2 separate regions of the Zea mays genome follow, and region 2 is linked to region 1. A link is a contact called in public Hi-C data. All regions are on one chromosome and are shown on one strand. Each heading gives the region's core, a stretch centred on a gene start, on an enhancer-like site or on the middle of the called end of the contact. The rest is flanking DNA. Distances are from core to core; before and after follow the strand shown.

The links. Hi-C and Micro-C count contacts between places; a contact is called where the count stands out from the background.
Region 2: a contact with region 1 is called in a Hi-C map of leaf, with 6 times the contacts expected there. The contact joins the promoter of LOC100192923 here to the promoter of LOC100381832 in region 1. A contact is called at or near these places in 7 of 25 Hi-C or Micro-C datasets (ear, leaf, leaf mesophyll and 2 more).

Annotation. Positions count from the first base shown.
Region 1 is chr10:102,897,599-102,904,273 of Zm-B73-REFERENCE-NAM-5.0, forward strand. It overlaps LOC100381832 (ABC transporter C family member 4), which reads right to left and starts at 3,983. Exons shown (of 11, transcript XM_008664854.4): 1 at 1,746-3,983; 2 at 1,240-1,560; 3 at 199-285. The coding sequence starts at 3,875.
Region 2 is chr10:103,063,445-103,070,119 of Zm-B73-REFERENCE-NAM-5.0, forward strand. It overlaps LOC100192923 (vacuolar protein sorting-associated protein 54, chloroplastic), which reads left to right and starts at 2,739. Exons shown (of 19, transcript XM_020544869.2): 1 at 2,739-3,714. The coding sequence starts at 2,941.

The DNA of each region.
Region 1 (6,675 bases), core at 2,733-5,232:
AGCTTACTTGATGACGGAAGAATGTAATATTAAACTGTTTCGTTATGTAAGTATGGACAGTTCAAAAAGCTTACAAGTATAGTATCCACGTTTTGTAAGAAGTCCACTTGGTGAGTCACAACACAAGCAAGCACATAACAAAATACTAATACTATGTGTTCATCGACACTGTAATATGGATAATTAAAAAAAACTTACAATTATAGTATCCACATTTTGCAAGAAGTCCACTTGGTGAGTCACAAGCAACACAGTCTTATTCTTGAGTATGCCTTTCAGACATTCCTGCATAATAAGCCTAGTTTTAGCATACAGCTTATTGGACTTGTTTGGAAGAACTTTTCTTCGTAATAACGAAAGTAAAAAAATGCATTGGAAAATTAAATAGGACATGGGTCCACTTAATTATGAACAAATACCATACAAACATGGTTCTGCATAAACCATAGTCACAAAGTTCCCGGGTCGAGGAACGGGATCGATAAACGTGGCATGCTACTTATGAGAGGTTTTTACATTGTGGGGTTGAAAATGACCCTGCATACCTGGGTCGAGGGTCGCTACCACTGTACCTGTTTCTTATTACTATGGCATAAACTATGCATTCTAGAAGAATTATATAGAATAGCATGCAAGGTTGTTTTCCCAATATAGACCTTCTTTATTAATATAATCAACAGCTCTCCTGCTTAGTTCATTTCAAAAAAAAAAATCCTCTGCCAGTTTATCTAATAAAATACCATATATGGCAGGTCAATATATGCAATCTTCGTGGTCCGGAAAGTGAGTGTGCATTTGTTTCAAACAGAAAAACAGAGTAAAGAAATGCAAGTCAAGGAACAATTGAGCATTTCCCCATGACAAATTGTGATGTGCCACATATGAGTCATGATGTATATTTATAACACTACAAGCGTAAAGTTTTTTTTTCTCAAACACCACAACCAAATATATCAAAAAGACTAAATGCGAGCAGAATCATAAAGATTATTGACAGATACTGTATCAGCACAATTATTATTTAATGTCCAAAATTATCATTTTTGCATCTTTGTGATGACATGTGTCATTTGCTACCTGGTGTTGGAATAGCATTCTGAATTTTGCAAGTATGAAGTGTCCACAAGTTTCCCAAACATATTTATGAAGCACAGCTACAACACTCGTTTCAAATTTAAACAACTGAATGAACTTTCCAAGGCATAACATTTAAATGAAACGAAAGAGATTACAATTCACCTTGAAAATAGCTGATCCAGTATGAGCATCAACCGCGCTAAATATGTCATCGAGAAGATATATATCGCAGTCTTGATAAACCGCTCTTGCAAGCTGGATGCGCTGTTTCTGGCCTCCACTGAGATTGATCCCTCGCTCTCCTATTTCAGTCTGGTCACCAAACTCCATCATTTCCAAATCCTTTTCCAGGCAGCAAGCATTTACGATTTCCGAATATCTCTCTGAATGCATTGGCTTTCCAAATAAAATGTTCTCTTGAATGGTTCCATTCCGGATCCAAGCAGTCTGAGCAACATATGCCGTGCTTCCACATATGCTAACCTATATCAAAGAAAATGGAGATGAGACTTAGTAACATGATCCTCAAAAATGTATTGGGTACAGATAATAATATGCTTAAAACGCAAACGTTTGGTCTGCTATTCACAAAAAAAGAACAGAATGGCACCTCAGAATCTCAGATGTGAATGTTGGAATTTCATGATCCAAACTCTATGGAGACTCACCGTGCCGGAGAGCTTGTGCATCTCCCCCATGATGCAGGACAGCAGCGACGATTTGCCGGAGCCCACTGTCCCGACCACCGCCGTAAGCTCGCCCCTCCTCACCTCCACGTCAATGCCCCTCAGCACTGTCACCAACTCCGCCCGATTTCCTTGGTCATTCTCTGCCACCTCATGGCGGGGCCTGCTGCTGTTGTTGTTGTTGCCCTTCATCTCCTCGTCCGCTGGCACATCCCAAGCGAACACCCCGCCTTGCACCTTGACGGCCACTGTGTCCTCAGCGCCGCCACTCTCGATGCGCTCCACGGCCGCGGTGTCGATCTCGGTGTCCGTCAGGAATTTGTTCAGCCGATCCAGCGACACAAACGCCTGCATGGACATGACAATAGTCTGCGGGAAGTTCCGCATGGGGCCTTCCAGCATGCCGAAGAACGCCGTGGCCGTGAACACCTTGCCGGCGTCGAGCTGCCCACCGGAGGCGAGGTAGGTCCCGAACACGAGCACCGTCATAGCGAGCGGACCGCTCGAGAATACCACCGTGTTGGCGCACATGAAGAGCATGATCTTGGCCAGCCACCCGAGCTCTTCTCGCCGGATGTCGCGAACCTTGCCCCCGAAGGTGTCCTCCCAAGCCTGCAGCTTGATGGGACGCATGTTACTGAGCATCTCGGTGATGGCCTTCACGCGGCTATCGCGGACGCCGAGGAACTTGAGCTGGTACGCCAGGTTGAGCTTGTTAGCGAAGGCCGTGACCACAGTCACTGCGGTGATCACGGCGAGCGTCATGAGCACGGCGGGGCCGAGGTAGGCGTACAGGAGGAGTAGCGCCACCACTATCTGCAGCGGCATCAGCCACAGCCCGTGGAGTCCGTGCATGGCGTAGGACACGATCCCAGCGTCGACCTGCATGTAGTTGACGATGGCTCCAGCGCCGTGCGCTCGGCGAGCACCGGCGGTGAGGCGCAGCGACTTGCGGTACAGCGCCGTCTGCAGCGCGCCGCGGATGCGCATGCCCAGAAGCTGTCCCTGGAAGCTGTAATGGTGCGATGCCAGCGTCTGGACGGCCTTGCCAGCGAGCAAGATGAGAACGAGACGAAGGCCCTCCCATGATGTCCCGCCGCGGCGGATGAACTCGACGAACTGATCGATGAGCGACGGCCCAACGTACATGGCCCCCAGACGAGCGAGGCCAAGGAACGCAGTAAGCACGAGCTGCGGCCAGAAAGAGAGCCAGAGTGCCACGCCGACCGGGTGCCGAGATGCTGGCGACGCTGGCCAATTGGACATGAACAAGGCGTGCGCCGCCTCGGCGCGGTGGGCGGCAGAGACCGGGGGCACGTCTTCGGTTTTGAGGGATTCGGCCGCGTAGCCCTTGGTGATGAGGGAGTTTATCCAGCTGAACGTAGCGCGCGAAAGGAACGAAGCGGTGGTGTACGGCGAGGAGGGCGCCTCTGGACCGGCGTGTTCCGGTTCACCTTCTTGTGCCCTGGTGACATTGCCGGTGAAGCCGGTGACCGCTATGTATGCCAGAGGCAGGGAGACAAGCAGACCAGCGAAGGCGAGAATGTCATCGGGGAAGAGCAGCGAGGCGTCCGCGCCGCGGACCACTGCCGAGGCAGAGAAGAGCGCGGCGCCGAGAGCGGTGGCGAGCCAGAACACGCGGAGGTGCGCCTCCGGGGCAGCTCCTGCTCTCCGCGAAGAGACGATGGTCCAGGCAGCCACCCCGTGCGCGACGGCGTGGACGGAGAGGAAGGCTCCCTCCGCGGCGCGCCACGGCGTGGCCGGCAGGAGGAGGAGCGCGAGCGCGAGGAGGACGACGGACACCGCCGCGAACACCGCGGAGGCCCCGAGCGCGAGCACGTGGCGGACGAGCGGCGGCGAAGGATGGTTCGGCTTCTGCAGCAGCGCCTCGCGCTCGGGAGGGGGAGCAGCCGCGGGCACCGGGTGTCCCCTGCGAAGGCGTCTGGCGAGGCGGACGATGCAGGCGACGAGGAACACGAGGTCGGCGGTGGCGAGGAGCCCGCGCTGCGGGCACGGGGAGAGGAAGAGGAACGCGACCGCATCGGAGAAGGAGCCGGGGCCAGGCGGCGGCGCTGTGCACGCCTTGGTGGTGAGCCACCATGGGAGCGCCATCCCGTGTGCCTGCGGCGGCCCTGCGGGCTTGTTGGCTCTCTGGCTGTGCGACTGGCCGACTGCCGAGTGCAGACTGCTAGTGGAACGGAAGTCGGAACTCGTTGGGGGATCCGTCGATGGGGATTGGGTCGGTTGACTCGGTTCACATAAGACGAGACGAGACGACTCAACACTCAACTCGAGGAAATTCGTGGCTTCTGTACTTCGGTTTGTGAGTTGTGACGTTCTTGACTAGCCCTCTCCATTTTTTTGTATACTCTTGTTTAAGGTTCTGGAGACTGGTATACTATGCCGCTTTCATTGACGGACCTCTCCGAGATGTAGCCTATTTTAATAATATAAGGCTATTCGCATTAATATAATTCTAAATTTCTACTTTGAATGTAATATCTTGTCTTATCAGCAAGATTCTGTATACTATACCTTAATATTTTACAATTATATTTACTCTATATTTCAACTCTATACCAACTATCACATATTATATCATTTATTTTTATCATCACCATAACATATACAGCCACATCTCATATTTATCTCAGAGACAAAAAGGCTAGATTTAGAGTAAAAAGGGACGGACTCTATAGGTAGCACTGTATGTTGATAGCGCTTTGTTTAGCGCACGCTACTGCGCTGTGAAATGGTATCTGTCTTGTTATGTGTTTGTTGATGTCTTATTTCAAAAGATCCACGCGTTGCTATCCTATTCCGAGGGCAGGGTACTTTTTTACCGAAACTGAGCCAAATAACGGCTCTAGTTTATGTTCTAGGGAATTCGGTGGTCGGATTCCGCTTGGGCTAGTTTGGGAATCTAATCCCCTCCAGGGTCTTTATCATTTTCTCAGATAGTAATTCTAAGAAATTTTATTTTAATAAAACACTAGTTAAGTGTCTGTGTACTGCTACGATTTCTGATGACATAAACTACAATTTAACTCTCAAACTGGTCCTATACATTGCTATGGTTTCTACGTGATGACATAAACTACAATTCAACTATTAATCTGGCGACATTATTATTCTCGTTTTCTTTTCTTCTCCTAGAATTTTTTTCACCGGCCGGTGTTGGTATAGACGCTCTCAAATAGAAGACAATCATAGAAGATGAGCAACAGAGGAAGATCATGTACATCTTCCTCCTCGCTGCCCCAACTTCACTCGCGCCCCACATCTCCACTCCTCGTTGGGCATCACGGCACCGGCGGCCGCCGACACCACCCGATTCAAACAGGAACGAGGGGCAGTTGGAGTTGGGAGCCGATTATAGATGTATAAACGGATCGGGCTTGTTGGGCGGCCCAAAACCCGGCACGGATTTGGCCCGGCACGAACCCGGCACGGCACGTAGTGAACTGGACCCGTGCCGGCTCGGCCCGGTCACCGGGTCGTGCCTGTGCCGAAGGCGTGGCACGACGGGCTAGACCCGGTACGGCCCGATTTTATTTTTTTTTCTATTTTTTCATATAAATACATATATTATACTTGAATATAGAGTATAAAACACAATAAACATGTGTTTTTGTTGGTTATGTGGGTGTAAATAAATGTTTAGATCTAATAAATATGGTTTAAACCCTAAAAATGCATACTTTTAGAATATTTTTATCATTTAAACGTCATATATTGTTATGGGTCCGTTAGGCCCGTCGGGCCGTGGACCGGCCCAGCACGATTATTGACCTAGCGGGCCGTGCTTGGGCCTCGCTTGGGGCCCGTGGGCCGGCACGGCATGGCCCGCTAGCTAATCCAGGCCGGGCCGGCATGGTTCTAATCCGTGATGGGCCTAGCCGTGCTCGGGCCGGGCTAGCACGGCCCGCCCATTTGGACATCTATAGAGCCGATGCGGTCGGGGTCAGGGTGATCCAGTTGCCAACTATGAGCATGTTCGCGCCAGAGCCTTCTCCTAACCTTCCACTTCGGGTAGGAACTTGTGTGACTATGACGGGTCACCGCCGACGAGATCTCCGCATAGCCGCCGCCTGGCGCATTGGGGTCGATCGGTGTTGAGCTCGGTTTCGTTGGATGGGCTGACCATCGACGCCATCTGCCTCGAGACCACATATTGCTCCGCCTTGCAGTACCTCTGGATCACTGAGGAAGAATGTCGCCGGAGTTCATGTTAGCTACTATAATCTCACGAACTCAACCAACAGCATGAAGAACACTGAACATAAGAATTAGGTACAAAATTAAAGAAGAGTTCGGGAAAGTAGCAGTAAGGGAAACAGAATGGAGAAGCACAACAACTATAGTGTTCTAGAAGGAAGAGGATCTGAGTACATGAGAGGAGAGGGGTGGAGAAGATGAACAATAGTTATGGAGAGGTAGAGAGTTTAGGTTTATTAAAATGATTCTTTGATGTCCCCATGGTGTGCTGTCCTTGCCATCTTATACTCCACCCAGGTGCACCAATATGGCACACATCCCATTAACTGATGGCCCATATGCGTTCCTAACATTCCCCCCTTCTTCGGCTTGCCCCCAAGCCGATGTAGAACCTTTGAAACACCAGGATTCCAAGGGAAGATGATGAACTTATTGCTGACCGCGAAAACCTCACAGCAAGCTGCTATATGTAGAAGCACTTCTAGCTGGAATAAAACTGTCATAATAATATATAAATTCTTTCATGCACCTCCATCTTTGTTCAATGATAATTGACATGCCCCATATATAACACATCCCAAGTAGTATGGCACCAGTGAATTGTTCCAATGATTTGTGATGAGCTCATGGGAGATTCTTGAAATGGGAGTAACAACATTTGACAAGTCCAAAGCACTGCATGAAGACTAATCTC
Region 2 (6,675 bases), core at 1,489-3,988, 160 kb after region 1:
GAACTCCAGAGTCCCGAAACGAAGCACCGCCCCGGGCCGGAGAGGTTGCTGGAGACTGCCCATCTGGAGCTTGACGGGGAGCTGTTCGTCAGCACGCAGCAGGCCCCTACCTGGCGCGCCAACTGTCGGCGTTTCGAGATAGGGGGGTCCCTAAGCCGACGAGTGAGTGTGCTGCGTGCCCCAGCCCAGATGGGTCGAGCGCGTGGGCGAGCGCGAAGGGGGGAGAGGCGAGGTGGCCGGAGTCGGGCGTGAGAGAGGTGGAAGTCCCGCGGCCTTCGTGTTCGTCCCGCGCCCAGGTCGGGTGCGCTTGCAGTAGGGGGGTTACAAGCGTCCACGCGGGTGAGGGAAGCGAGCGGCCCCAAGAGAGCGCCTGTCCCGTCCTCGGTCCCGCGCGGCCAACCTTCTCTAAGAAGGCCCTGGTCCTCCCTTTTATAGTCGTAAGGAGAGGATCCAGGTGTACAATGGGGGGTGTAGCAGGGTGCTACGTGTCTAGCGGAGGGAGAGCTAGTGCCCTAGGTACATGCCAATGTGGCAGCCGGAGAGGTCTTGGCACCTTGCTGGCGTGATGTCGTGGCTGTCGGAGGTGCGACGGAGCCTGGCGGAGGGACAGCTGTTGGAGCGGTCGAGTCCCTGCTGACGTCGCCCTGCTTCCGTAAGAGAGCTGGGGGCCGCCGTCGTCACAGAGCTTGTGGAGCGCCATCATTGCCCATCCGGCGGAGCTGGCCGGATGGGACGCAGGTCTTGTTCTCCGTGACCCGAGTCGATTCGGGGTAGGATGATGATGGCGCTTCCTGTTGACGTGGCGGGCCTGTGCCCTAGGCAGGGTGACGTGGGGGCTCCTCCGAAGCTGAGGTTGAGTCTGTCTTCTGTTGCCGAGGCCGAGTCCGAGCCATTGGGTCGGGCGAGGCGGAGGTCGTTCGGCCGAGGCCAGGGCGGAGTCCGAGCCCTGGGGTCGGGCGAGGCGGAGTTTCGTCGTCTTCCGGGTCTTAGCCCGAGTCCGAGCCCTGGGGTCGGGCGGAGCGGAGTTCGCCGTCTTCCAGGTCTTAGCCCGAGTCCGAGCCCTGGGGTCGGGCGGAGCGGAGTTCGCCGTCTTCCGGGTCTTAGCCCGAGTCCGAGCCCTGGGGTCGGGCGGAGCGGAGTTCGCCGTCTTCCGGGTCTTAGCCCGAGTCCGAGCCCTGGGGTCGGGCGGAGCGGAGTTCGCTATGGCGCCTTTGGCAAGGCCTGACTGCCTGTCAGACTCACTCTGTCGAGTGGCACTGCAGTCGGAGTGGCGCAGGCGGCGCTGTCCTTCTGTCAGACTAGTCAGTGGAGCGGTGGAGTGACGACGGTCACTTCGGCTCTGCCGGGGGGGCGCGTGTCAGGATAAAGGTGTCAGGCCACCTTTGCGTTAAATGCTCCTGCAACTCGGTCAGTCGGTGTGGCGATTTAGTCAGGGTTGCTTCTGAGCGAAGCCAAGGCCTCGGGCGAGCCGGAGGTGTGTCCGCCGTAAAAAGGGGGGCCTCGGGCGAGACAGAGGTCTCTTGAGGCCGGCTGCCCTTGGCCGAGGCTAGGCTCGGGTGAAGCGTGATCGAGTCACTCGTGTGGACTGATCCCTGACTTAATCGTACCCATCAGGCCTTTGCAGCTTTATGCTGATGGGGGTTACCAGCTGAGAATTAGGCGTCTTGAGGGTACCCCTAATTATGGTCCCCGACACCTGTCCACTCAGCTGGCAGGCGGTGTCCATGCCATCCTGCAGGCGGTGTGCTTGTCCAGTCCATTGCCAAACAATATGCCCGTGCTGCAAGGTGCACTGTGTCCATCATCACTTATGCATTGCCAGGGAAGCTTCCCCTACACGCCAATACCACGCAGATCGCGGATGTCAGGGTACAAGAAGATTGCTCCAGCGACTCCAAGTATTACATCCATTATATTCCTCGGCCCACATGTTGGGGCTCAGCACCCTTGTACGCGTCCTCCTTGAGCTATATAAGGGGAGGCATGCAACGTTAGGAGAAAAAAGAAAAAAAGCACACTTAGACTTAGCTCAGGCTCACAAGTTCAAACAAGCTCAATGCATTACACAGCGGAGTAGGGTGTTACGCTCCGGCGGCCCGAACCACTCTAAACTCTTGCGTGTTCTTGAGTTCATCGTTCATCTACCAACAGGCAAAACGTTTAAGCCCCCTCATCATCTTAGGATTAGGGCGGGTGCATTCCGCCACCCGGCCGGAGATTTCCCTCTCCGACAAGGCCGTTGCCCCTATTTTTGAGTATAGGTGTAGTTTTACCCCTATTTTAAGACTTACATGTTTTTATGACAATCCAAATTATTTTTTCACAGCAATTCAAATTATTTTTGCAACGATTCAAACTATTTTACAATAATTTGAAATATTTTCAAAACTTTTAAAAATATTTTGACAATTTTTTTTTGTCAAAAAATATTTAAATTGTTGGTAAAATAATTTGTTAAAATATTTTTTATTTTAGAAATAATTTGAATTATTACAAAATAATTTAAATTGTTGTCAAAATAATTTGGAATGTTGTGGAAATAATTTGAATTGTCATAAAAATATGTGAAGTCTAAAAAATAGGTCAAAACTACAATTATACTATAAAACAGAGGCAAGGATCCAATTATCGTTGTTTTTTTATCAATATTTAACACCGTTAAGTATAACTAACGATATAGATACACCAGTTTGATTTAAAAAAACAGTATAAAATCTATCAAATAGAAATCAATATATAGTTACACTCTAAAACAGAGGCTTTAATTACTAAAAATAAAAATCAACACTTGCTTGCTCCCTCTCTTCTCCCCTTCGTCCAGGCGCCGGATCTGACACCTCTCCCACCACCAAGCTTGGCTGCGCTGCCGCGCCTCGCAGATCCCGATCTCCCCATGCCTCCTCGCCCCCGCTGACCCCACTGCGGCTGCCGACAGCCACGATGGCGTCGCGCCCGCCCCTCCGCACTACCTCCGTCGCCTCCGTCTTTTCCTCCACCGACTCCTCCACTTCCACCGGCCCCCCCGGTGGCGTCCCGCAGTCCATCACCGCGCTCCTCAACAACCCGCTCCCCTCCTCCGCCGCCTCCTCGTACTCCTGGTTGTCGTGGCCGCCCACCACCATAACGCTACCCGATGCGGCTCCACCGCCGCCGTCGCACCCCTGCGAGATCACCCGCGCCGACTTCGCACCCTACCTTGCCGCCGTCTCCGACCCCTTCGCGCGCTTCGCCGACATCCGCCTCCATGCCCACGCCGAGCTTGCCGCCTCTTCTGACGCCGAGGGCGCCCCCGCGGCCTCCTCCGGCCTCGCCGCCTGTCTCCGTGAGGTGCCCGCGCTCTTCTTTAAGGAGGACTTCGCGCTCGAAGACGGGCCCACCTTCCAGGCCGCCTGCCCGCTCGACGACGATGCGCTGCAGGAGCGCCTCGGACAGCACCTCGACGTCGTTGAGGCCCACCTTGTGCGGGAGATAGCACTCCGGTCTGAGTCCTTCTATGAGGCGCAGGGCCGGCTGCGCGGGCTTGATGGGGAGATCGTCACGGCGGTAGGGAGGATCCGCGAGCTCAGAGAGGTGGTCCAGGTTCTCACGGGGGACCTCGTCGGGGCAGCGAGGCAGGTGCAAGAGCTCAATGCTACCCGAGGCAACCTTGTGGCGCTGCAGCAGAAGCTCACTGTCATCCTCTATGTTAGCCAGGCGCTTACCGCGCTGAAGCTGGTCAGTGCATTACCAGACAACTTTGTCGTTCCTTGCATCTTGCTTATTGATCAGTCTAATGTAGTTGTTCGAAATGGTTTGTATATATTCACTACGCCATATATTTTCACGGTCTATTACAAATGTCAAAATGTAAAATGTAGTCTGACATGGAATTACACTAGTATATTCTGGAACTTGTTATATGAGGAAAACTTACAGATGTTTTTTTTTTGGTTGATGGACCATTGCCACACCTCGCAACTAAAATGGAAAGAACATTTCCACTCTTTGCTAGTTTGCTTATTTGTGGGCACTGTAAATGCTTATTGGAAGCGTATCATGACTTTGTTCGGGGGAGTTGATCTTGTGCATGTGCTTCATAAGCCCATGACTGCTTGAATTCTCAATACAAAGGGGCCTAAACATCAATGCTGCTTGCAATTCCATTGCGACATTGGAACAATGTAAAACAGCGATGGACAAATGGATTCTTGGCCCTAGTGCAAACAATGATACTATGTCTGTTAGATGCCTATGTATGTGTCCTTGTCGTATTCGGTCTCATATAGAGTCATTGTTATACACAATCTGTATCCTGTATTGGTGTATATATTCGGGCCTAGTGCCCTCATATTGAATATTTGTGCTATTCATAACATGGTTATGAGCAAAAAAATAGGGTTAGAATTATTCGTCTCTTTCCCTAATTGTTCCTCTCTCATGTCGCTTGGTGGCTCTGTCCCATCGCCTTGCGGCTCTGCACATTTTTGTAGTTGGCTCCTTTGGCCTAGCGGCGCTTATCTTCGCGACCGCTCAACAGAGTTCACTTGTCGGCTGGCTTGTCTGCCCGCCTCTCGCCCGTGTAGGCCACCACCCACACCGACGACTTTGCTCACCTGTGTCTGTTGCCTCTGCTTAGTCAAGCGCTGTGTGAGGCCTCCTGCGTTGCTCCTTCATCTATGAACTCGTCACATTCACAATTCCATGACCGTTAAGTCCTTAAAAAAGAAGTTCATTGCCTGCTTGTCTGAGATGTTGCCGTCTTCCTCCAACGGTGGTGTTCCCATCGCTATCCGCTGCTATTTGATGGGACCAACTATCATGCTTGGGTTCCTCGCAAGCGCTGGCACATGTGTGGCCTGTGCCTCCAAGAGTTCCTCACTGGCGAGCTTCCATGCCCACCTTGTCTCACGGCTCCTGTGCACCCTCAAATACTAGAAAAGGCAACTGATGAAAGGCAAGGCGAAACCTCTTGCTGATTTTGATGACCCCATTGCATCATACAAGTCTCAGTTCAGTGCTTACAAGTTATGGTTGAATGAGGATGCTCCTGTTGGTTCTATTCTTGCTGCTAGTGTGGAGGATCGGTTTGATGCAGAAATTGTTCACTTTGATTGGTCTCATCAGATGTGGTCTTCTCTTTGTGATCGCTGAGTGTACTGGTCACTCTATTTACCTTGCTGCTATTCGTTAGGATCAATTGAACATCAGGGAGATTACACAGTGGATGAGTTCTACAACTAGATGTCTGCAATTTGGCTTTAGCTCGATGCTCTTGGTCCGCAGTTGTCCCCTAGCACCTGTGAGTTTTGCCTTGATCAGTTGATTGACCTTCAGTCTCATCGGATATATGACTTCTTGACTCAACTTTGCAATGAGTTTGAGCCTATTCGTGCCCAACTGCTCCCTCGCTATCCTTCTGTTTCATTGATGGATGCTCTTGCAGATGTTCGTAATGAGGAGACTTGTCTTCGTGCAGCTGTTTTACTGCCATCTTCAGTGTTGGCTGCTCGTTCTGTGTTCTCTTGACCTGCTATTACTCCATCACCTTTACCTTCGTCAACACACCCTCCTACACATGGCGGGGGGCGGTGGTCTTCACTACAACTACCATGGTAAAGATGGTCATGTAAAAGCTTTTTGCTACAAAAAGTAGAAGGTGCATAAGGCTCAGACTCGTTCTTCACAACCTACTAGTAGTGCCAGTTTTAGAGGTTCTTAGGGGAGTTTTGCTGATTGTCACTAAGGAGATGCTGATGCTCCATCGCATTGCTGCCTCTTTACTGCCAGGTGCTGCTAGTTATGTGACCGTCTTTGACTCTATCAGGTTCTGCTGCTGCTTCTTAGTCTTCTACTAAGGGACCATTCGAGTACTTGTGCGTGGATTCTTGATTCTAGTGCTTCTTTTCACATGACCTCATTACATCGATCTTTCTTCTATGTGTCCTTCCTCGTTCCCTTATTGCTCATACAATTGATGGACCCTCTCTCTTTGTTGCTGGGTAGGACACTCTTTTGTTGAAATTTTTTCATGTTCCTAACGTTTCCTGTGTTCCAAACCTAACTTTAGGCTTATGTCCGCTAGTCAACTTATTGATCATGATTGTCGTGTGTTATTCTTGATCTTGATTCTTGGTCTAAATATGTTGGACATGAACTAAAGAATGAACTAACCTAATGAATAAGTTAATGGGCATGAGCGCGAGTACTCGGACTGGAAATTGGTATCCTCATCACTCTGTTCCCCTCACTTTTGGGCTGATACTGTCTCTACTGCCACGTATCTCACTAAGATTTAGCTTTCTTTGACTCTTTAGGGTGGTGTTCCTTTTGGGCATCTTTGTGGTAAGGTGCCGACTACTCCAACCTTTGTCTTTTTGGCTATGTGTGCTATGTGCCTCTTGCACCTTGTGAGCGCACTAAATTTACTACTTAGTCAGTTGAGTGTGTTTTCCTTGGGTATAGTGCTGAGCACAAGGGATACTGTGGTTGAGATCTGATTGCTCGACAGATGTGGATGTCTCGAGATATGATTTTTGATGAGTCTCGTCTTTTTGCCCTGTCCTTCTACTGTTTTCCCAACATCTCTTGTCGACCCACTTTGTTTATATCTGATGCTACTATGGCCTGTATGTCGAGTTCCCGCTCGACGCCTCTTGTCTTGCCTTCTTTTGTCTTCTTCGGAGTCTTCGACTGTGG